2 separate regions of the Sus scrofa genome follow, and region 1 is linked to region 2. A link is a contact called in public HiChIP or PLAC-seq data. All regions are on one chromosome and are shown on one strand. Each heading gives the region's core, a stretch centred on a gene start, on an enhancer-like site or on the middle of the called end of the contact. The rest is flanking DNA. Distances are from core to core; before and after follow the strand shown.

What was found. HiChIP or PLAC-seq counts read pairs in DNA pulled down with a chosen protein or histone mark.
Region 1: a contact with region 2 is called in an H3K27ac HiChIP or PLAC-seq map of alveolar macrophages. The contact joins two enhancer-like sites. A contact is called at or near these places in 3 of 47 Hi-C or Micro-C datasets (alveolar macrophages, blood and embryonic fibroblasts) and 1 of 2 datasets of contacts at active chromatin or transcription factors (alveolar macrophages).

Annotation. Positions count from the first base shown.
Region 1 is chr13:147,138,619-147,142,589 of Sscrofa11.1, reverse strand. No RefSeq gene overlaps it. Among named protein-coding and RNA genes, the nearest start is that of CCDC80, 63 kb to the left of the region's middle. Within about 2 kb of position 1,894, at least 5 of the 83 cell types and tissues checked have an H3K27ac peak or open chromatin away from gene starts, as enhancers often do. A contact at or near this core is called in alveolar macrophages, where this site is marked.
Region 2 is chr13:147,061,409-147,065,771 of Sscrofa11.1, reverse strand. The region is part of intron 5 of CD200R1L (CD200 receptor 1-like); the gene reads right to left. Among named protein-coding and RNA genes, the nearest start is that of CD200R1L, 39 kb to the right of the region's middle. Within about 2 kb of position 2,286, at least 24 of the 83 cell types and tissues checked have an H3K27ac peak or open chromatin away from gene starts, as enhancers often do. A contact at or near this core is called in alveolar macrophages, where this site is marked.

The DNA.
Region 1 (3,971 bases), core at 645-3,144, 77 kb before region 2:
AAAAGAATGAAATTAAAACATCCTTTATACCATACACAAAAATAACCTCAAAACGAATTAAAGACCTAAAAGTAAGACTGGATAGTATAAAACTCCTAGAGGAAAACATGGGCAGAATATCCTTTGACATAAATAGCAGCAATATCTTTTTGGATCCATCTCCTAGAGTAATGGAAATAAAAGCAAAAGTAAGCAAATGGGACCTTATTAAATTTAAAAGATTTTGCACAGCAAAGGAAACCATAAACAAAACAAAAAGACTTCCTACACAATGGGAAAAAATATTTGCAAATGATGCAACTGAAAAGGGATTCATCTCCAACATATACAAATAGCTCCTACATCTCATATCAAACAAACGAATAAATGACCCAATCAAAAAAAAGTGCTGAAGATCCAAAAAGACATTTTTCCAAAGAAAGCATACAGATGGCCAAAAGTCACATGAAAAGATGCTCAGTATTGCTAATTATTAGAGAAATGCAAATCAAAACTACAGTGAGCTATCACTTCACATCAGTCAGAATGGCCATAATCAAAAAGTCTACAAATATTAAATGCTGGAGAGGAGTATGTGGAGAAAAGTGAACCCTCCTACATTGTTGGAGGAACTGTAAATTGGTACCTCTATGGAGAACAGTGTAAATTCCTTAAAAAACTAAAAATAGAGCTACCGTATGATCCTGCAATCCCACTCCTTGGCATCAATTCAGAGAAAACCGTAATTTGAAAATATGCATGCACCACAATGTTCATAGCAGCACTATGTACAGAAGCTAAGACATAGAGGTGACCTAATTGTCCATTGACAGATGAATGGATAAAGAGGATGGGTGTGTGTGTGTGTGCACGCACATGTACGTGCACAATGGAATACTACTCAGCCATAAAAAAGAATGGAACAATGCCATTTATAACAACATGGATGGACCTAGAGATTATTACGTTAAGTGAAGTAAGACATACAGAGACAAATATGATATTGCTTATATGTGGAAAAAAGATACAGATGAATTTATTTACAAAACAGAAATAGACTCAGACATAGAAACAGACAGACATAGAAACAGAGTTACTTTTTGGGAACAGGGAGAGGGATAAATTAATAGGCTGAAAGTAAAATATACACACTACTATAAATATAAAACCAACAAGGACCTACTATATAGCCCAGGGAACTATATTCAGTATCTTCAATAACTTATAAAAGAATGAGAATGTATGTGTAATTGATAACCTAGTCAATCATTTTGCAGTTGAGGAGAACAGAGGGGGTAAAGGCTTACATGGGCATGTGCTAGTTACTGGCAACTAGAACCCAGACCTCCAGTATCCTTGCCCTGAATCGTATAGTCTCAGGATGAGCTGTGTTTTGGGAAGGAAGGGTAAGGTAACATCCAGGATTTGAGACTGACACTCATGGTGACCTTGGCCACCATTAGGTCAAAGGGACTCAGACTTCCATGCATTTTAAAGAGGAAGTATGTTCTAGCATAGAAGTAAGCAGGCTTGCAGTTCTGCCAGCTCGATATAAAAGAGCATCTAACAGCTCGATGGAACTCAGATCTGGAATCATCATCCTGAAACAAAAGCATAAAGTTACAGGAAAGGGATTTGAAATATTAACTTGTTATTTAAATTGAACTTAACAGAATTGGATCTGTATCAAATAAACATTCAGAGAGTATATTTTTCACCTTCATTTTGAGAATATCAGCAATAACAGATAAAAGTAATACTAGATAAAAAGAGAAGACCTCCCTAGGCCTCCCCATACTTGCACTGCTCCTATATAATTAAAAAAAGTAGAAGATAAGATATAGAAGACAGACTTTGCAAAGAAACAGTTGGGTCATTTTACCACTTCAGTTACATCTTGTGGGATGTTGAGTCACAGATTCTTCTCTTACAAAACATGCAACTGACAGTATGTTTACCACGTATGATCTAATTAAGATGAATATATGTGGAACCACCTAAGTAAAGGTAGATGTAGTGAGTGGCAGTGCACTGAACCAGCTTCTTCTGTTCTGAGGGAATGCAGAGGGCATATTTTATCTTCTATGAAGTAAAAATAGAGTTAAGACTGGGCCATGTGCCTGGCCAGCTCACCCTTGGAGCTTAGCACATCTTGGCTCTTGCTTTACAGAGAAAAGCAAGGAATAATATAATCCTCATAGTCTTCTAGCCACTAAGATCCTCAAACCCATTCTCCATCTGTCAGGGTGCTAATTTGTTTTGAACATTCATTCCTTCTTTCCAGAGAGTCTTCCCAGGGTAGCTCAGCCTTCTTCCAAACTACCCACACAGCCTGACTTCTGTGTTCCTTCAGTTGGAATTCTACTGCAAATGCATTTGGCTGGCTTGTTTCCACTAATTTAGAAGCTGCTTAACAGATATCTGACTCTCATGTATGTTGGTCAGTGGCCTGCAGCACTTTGCTCTGTGAGTGTTCATTAACAGGTGTGGCTGTTCTACAGGATAGGGAGTTCAGCTTCTATAGGATAGGGAGTTATTGTACTCTTTTCAAGCTCTCCTGAAACTATGGCTGAAATACAGACTTTAAGGTAGTGAGAGTTGTGGGGAACAAAGAATAAGAGAAGAAGATTATGCCTTAAAACTTCCTAGGAAACTAATTTACATGATCTATATTTAATCTCTCATATGATTATAACCCATGTAAAATGAGGGCTGGTTGTTCTTGATTTGAAATCAAGTGCAACCAAGACATTTAAACCACATCACTCTGATTCAGAAAGCTTTCAAATATTTACTAGATCTTTGTTTTAATTTCCTTAAAACTTTCTAAAAATCCTTTTGAGGCATTTTTCTTCTCCCCAAGTTTCACATCACCAAGGGTACCTTCCCTCAAATTTTGATAAATAAAATCCTCCGTCTAGTTATGTACTGATAGATTAAAGAACATATTAAAGTTACAAAGAGGATCTATGTGCATTTTCTCACTGTTTAGCTAAAGAACATTTATTGAGCACGTGCTATGTACCAGTAATGGTTTTAAGTTTTGTGGATATAAAAATAAATACAACACAATTCCTGCCTATTGACGATGAAAATAGCAGAGCAGGCAACACAACTGCCTCCATTTTATAGGAAAGAACCTACACTTAGAGATTGAGGGAGGCCATATAGCTGATGACGATGACAGCTGAACTAGACCCAGGACTGTCTAACTTTTGGATCATCACTCTCCAGTTGTCTGCCCAAGAGTTTGTTTTTCACAGATTGAAAAATCATGAGATGTTTGGAAAACAAAACCAAAATGACAACAAAAAATCCTTTTAGTTATGCTCAGTTAGAACTCTTAAACTGGCTTAAAATTAATAGTTACAGCCAAATGGAATTTGACATAGATTTCTATATGGCATCTCCAGCAGTGCTATCCAATAGAACTTTCTGAAAAGATGAAAATGTTTTGTGCTATTTAATACAGTAATCACTAGGTACAGGCAACTACTGAGCCCTTGAAATGTGGAGGAACTGAATTGTTTAATTTATTTTATTTTAATGGATTTAAATTTAAATAGCAAGTTGAGGCTCTATCCTTTGCAGATCATGGCAGTATTGCAGATGATGATGAAATTTTTACATCTTTTACTGGAGGAGAATATCTCCCTAAGTAGCATAGAAATTTAATTTGCTTTAATATTTTCTTGACTCGGAAGTAAAAATGTAGTAGAAACAGAAAAAGACAGATAAAGATGCTGACAGGAGAAGCACAGAAGGATTCAACCTTTCACAAAGCAAAATAAGTGAAAGAAGATGGTGATGGCCATCCCACACGATGATCACTGGTAGGAAAAATATCCTTCTCTGGCGATAGAGAAAATTACACTTGCACTGATGGGAAAAATCAGCTTGGCTTACAGAAATCTATGTCTAAAGGAAATAGCTTGGCTATTTTTATCTATTTAAGCCTATTCATATTACTGAATATTAATAAACCCTGTGGT
Region 2 (4,363 bases), core at 1,037-3,536:
TTCTGGATGCCTTCTTATGTAAAATAGTAAATGACCTTATTAACTGTCAGAGTCCTACTTTGTTTCTTGCAGCTGAAAGCCTCATAATGTACCCAATGCTTTTCCTTAACTACAAGCCACATCTTCAGTAAGAACTGAGTATTCCTTCCTTTGATTGCTAAAGGTATATACCTTTTTTAATACATCAATACTGGATTTTAGTGATCTGCTTATTTGCCTATCTTCTTCACTGTGAAATCTTTTTTTTTTTTTTGGTCTTTTATATTTTTAGGGCCACACTTGTGGCAGGCATATGAAAGTTCCCAGGCTAGGGATCGAATTGGGGCTACAACTGCCAGCCTACACCAGAGCCACAGCAACGCGGGATCTGAGCCACATCTGTGACCTACACAACAGCTCACGGCAACGCAGGATCCTTAACCCACTGATCAAGGCCAGGAATTGAAGCCGCAACCTCATGGTTCCTAGTCGGATTCGTTTCCACTGTGCCACAACAGGAACTCCCAACCATGAAATCTTTAAGGATCATATTTTATTTAATATTCGATTCACATTTTACTTACTTATTTTTAGAGCTTAGTGTAATGGCTGACAAATATCAAGTAATTAATGAACATTTAATGAATGAAGGAATTAATTTACTCAGAATACATCAAAGTGAGTGCTATAGGTAGCCTTAGCAAAGCAATTTAAATAAACCCTTGGAGATCCTAGCCCTTTGGACCCTGCTTCCAGGACTTGACTGTGTTTTTCCCATGATTTCTCTATCCATCCATCCAATCCACAGAAATACCACCCCTTGGAATTTAGAGAGATATGCTGTCCTCTTCTGGCAAAGATTCCATTCCACCCCCACAATGTAATTTGGGGGTCCTCTGGCCCTTCAATACCATTTCAGGTATAAATTGTGTCTAGAGATATGTGGGAAGCTAGCAATAGACAGAACTACAGCTCTCAGTGTAGACATATGGCCAGCACTGAGAAGGAAATGCTCAGCTTTCTACCCAGGAAGTACAGGTGGACACAAATCTAAGAGAGAAAAATAGCAGAGGGAACTGCTTCCCATCTGAACACTGTGGACTCTGACTCTCACTGGGCCTGGTTACACACAGATCCTGGGCACATCTGCTATACCATCTTTATGACCTATTGTGGCTATTTAGGAATGCAGAGAGCTTGCAGTGCCCTAAAAAGAGAAAAGTCTAGAAATTTAAGAATTTCTGAGTCTTCCTATTTCTTTCTTTCTTCTAGTCCAGAAAATTCTAAGCTACAGGTCACTGGGAAGAAGGCAGGAGAATGCCAACTTCTAGATCTAGCCAGGACCTTCAGAGATTATGGAGTTCTCCTTATTATCAGAACATAATATAGTTAAGTGTTTGGAGTTCAAGGAGTAATTCTGCTGGTCGACTGTGAGCTTCTTTTCCTAAGCATCCTTGCAGTTCCCGATGGTCCCTAAGAGTTCCAGTCTTCTGGAAAAATCTTTTTCCTTTAATGGCCAAATAAAATAACTGAATCTCTGGCCAGTGTAATTTGGGGAACTGCAACACCCTCCCCAGCTTTTTGAAAATGCCTAGTGGTGTGCATGCCTTCCTCTGCTGACTTCTTGTCATCTCTCTCCCTAAACTGCTAATTCCAACTAATTTTTGGCCATCCTTGTTTTCTCATCACCAGGCCTGCCAACTATGCACTCTTTGTTCTGTTCCCCCCAAATGTGGGCAGAGTTTCCTCTTCCTTCATTTCTAAATCACCATTAATCATGCAATTGTGTCTAACAGTTTTTAACTAAATATTAACAGAGAGGCATCTTTAATTCTAATATTCTTTAGCTACCCCCTCATAGAGAATTTATGACACACCAATTCTTTTTGTAGTAAAGGCCTATTCTATTTCTTCTTTTATTTCTCAAGAGCTTTTGTAGCAAAGGCCTACTCTGTTTCTATTTATTCCTCAAGAGCTTCCAAAATTCCTCTTACTAGAACCCAGAAAGAAAACTTTTTAAGTTTTGCTGATCATTTTATTTCCCTTTATTTTGCTATTTCCAGTGCATTCTACAACCTGAGCCCTCTTCTCTGTCTAAACTGTTGGTATATTTGTCTAAACTGTTGGTATATTTCCCTAAACAGACAAATTTTCCTCTCATGCCTCTTTTCTTACATCCAGATTGTAGAAAAAACTATAATAAGATTTAAACAAGCAATTTTTAAAATCTCTCCATTGCACTTGTTTCTCAGTTTAGATGTGATGTACTTGGCATGTGAGGTCCTTGGCATGTGGTGACAATTGTTAACCATGATAACATTCAGTCTTTCCTTGAAGATAGTAAATGTCATGAATATTTCATGTGTTGTTTCACTTTTTCATCTTAGGATCCTTTCGAAGGCTTTGGTAAATTCTCTCTTGAACCCTAAGTCTCAGTCCAAACCAAACAAACTATAAAGCCCACTTCATGCGTGCTCTCATTAGCAAGCAAAGCAAGTCCACATTCCAGCTGGCTTCTTGGTAACACCCAGTGGTCAGTTTACTCTGAGTGTTAGTTTCCTCTTTTGTAAAATGAGGAAGTTGGCCTACTTTATCTGCAGCTTCCCTCTAGCTTTAAAATACCATGTGTGCCTCTTAAGGATGATGGGGGAGGAGATAAGGGTTGGACCCAGGAAGTAGAAAAGGCCAGCTAATTTTATTTGTAGCTCTGACCATCTGCTGCCATTAAGGCTAACAAGCAGCTATTTGTTTTTTAGGGAATGGAGTGATCTCAACTTCCCAGTTTAAGAAATAAGTGAGTACTAACTTTGATTAACCACTAAGAGATTCTCACATTTCCCCTTTCCCTGAGATGAGACTGTTAATACTTAACCTCTATCTTGTTTGATAAACAAAATGTTTCAGCTAAAATTAAGTGACAGTGGTAATGCAATTCAAGTTTGGAAGCAAAAAACAAAAAACTTTTCTCCTTAAGTTAATTTAAACCACTTTCCCTTTCTTCTGTAATTGTTTCAGAATTAACAACTAAGAAGACGTAAAGAATTAGTAAATGGAGGGACAGTTGTATGGAATGATAAAAGAAAAAAAAGAGCAAGATTACTGTCTGGGGTCAGATTTTAGCTTGCTTGGAAATAGTTAAAAAAATTAAGTTGAAGCACCCTCTAGTGGCTCTTAATTGTGTTTTGATAAAAGTTATTCCCAATTTCCCTCAGTTTAGGACCACAATTAATTTGTCTTATATGTATATATGCACACATATATGTGTTCAGAAAATTAAAAAAATGTTTTTTTGTCTTTATGCACTTGTAGGAAGTTGAGAGGGAGTAGCTTAGCTTTTCACTCTTCCCAGAAAATCATGGCAGTAAGAAGGGAACAGATAAGAAGCATGAATTCAGATAAATCTCTTCAGGGAATGATGGAGTCTTTTTCATGGAAAAAGATTTGATAGGTAATGTCCCATGTATTTCAGTTCCTCTGTTTCTTGGGCTCACATATTCTCTACAAGCCCACAACAGTATCTTTATCTTTCCAATTCTACAATGCAGACATGCCCTTTCATGCCTTGGGACTGGCTGACTATTAGATCATCTTTGCATATCCCCAAATGCCATTTCCTATCACAAGCATCCCTTGAGTTTATATAACCAGAAATTCTTCTGGAACTGTCTTAGAGATGGCTCTCACACCTATGATTACTATATTCTGAAGTTACATATATTTCATTATCTCTGAGGGAGGAATGAAAACAGACCATGGCCATACACATGAATTAAATATTATTTGCTTCATAATCACTAGAGGAAGAACAAAAACAGGCCATGAAAATGCACATGAATAAAGCATAACCCGTGTTGCAAGACTGAGAGCAAAGCTTGTAATTGGCAAACTCAATCAGCTTAAGCTCAACTGCATATGGAGCAAAAACCAAAAATAACAGTGCCATGAACAAAAAATGTTTATCCTAGCTCACGCCAAAGTTTAAGGTAGGTAGTCTAAGGTTGGTACGGGAACTCTGTGGTCATCAAGGTCCAGAACCCTTCCATCTTTCTTTTCTACCATCTTAGCAAGTGGATTCCATCTTCAGTGTTCCTGTGGCCAAATGTGGCTGCTGGACTTCCAGTCATCACATCCATGTTGAAATCCAGGAGGTAAGAAGGAAAAGCAAAAGAGGACCTCTTCATTTTTCTTTAAAGAGCTTTCCTAAAAATATCACACAAGATGTATGCTTACACTTCAAAAAAATTTGTGAAAAATTTTGTGGGTGGTCATGCTGAGTTGCAAAGGAAACTGAGAAATGCCTTTCAGCTAAGTTTGTTAGGGTTTCACCAACCGCTCATACTGTTACAATTAATCCATTACGTAATGCAGACAAGAAATGGAATTG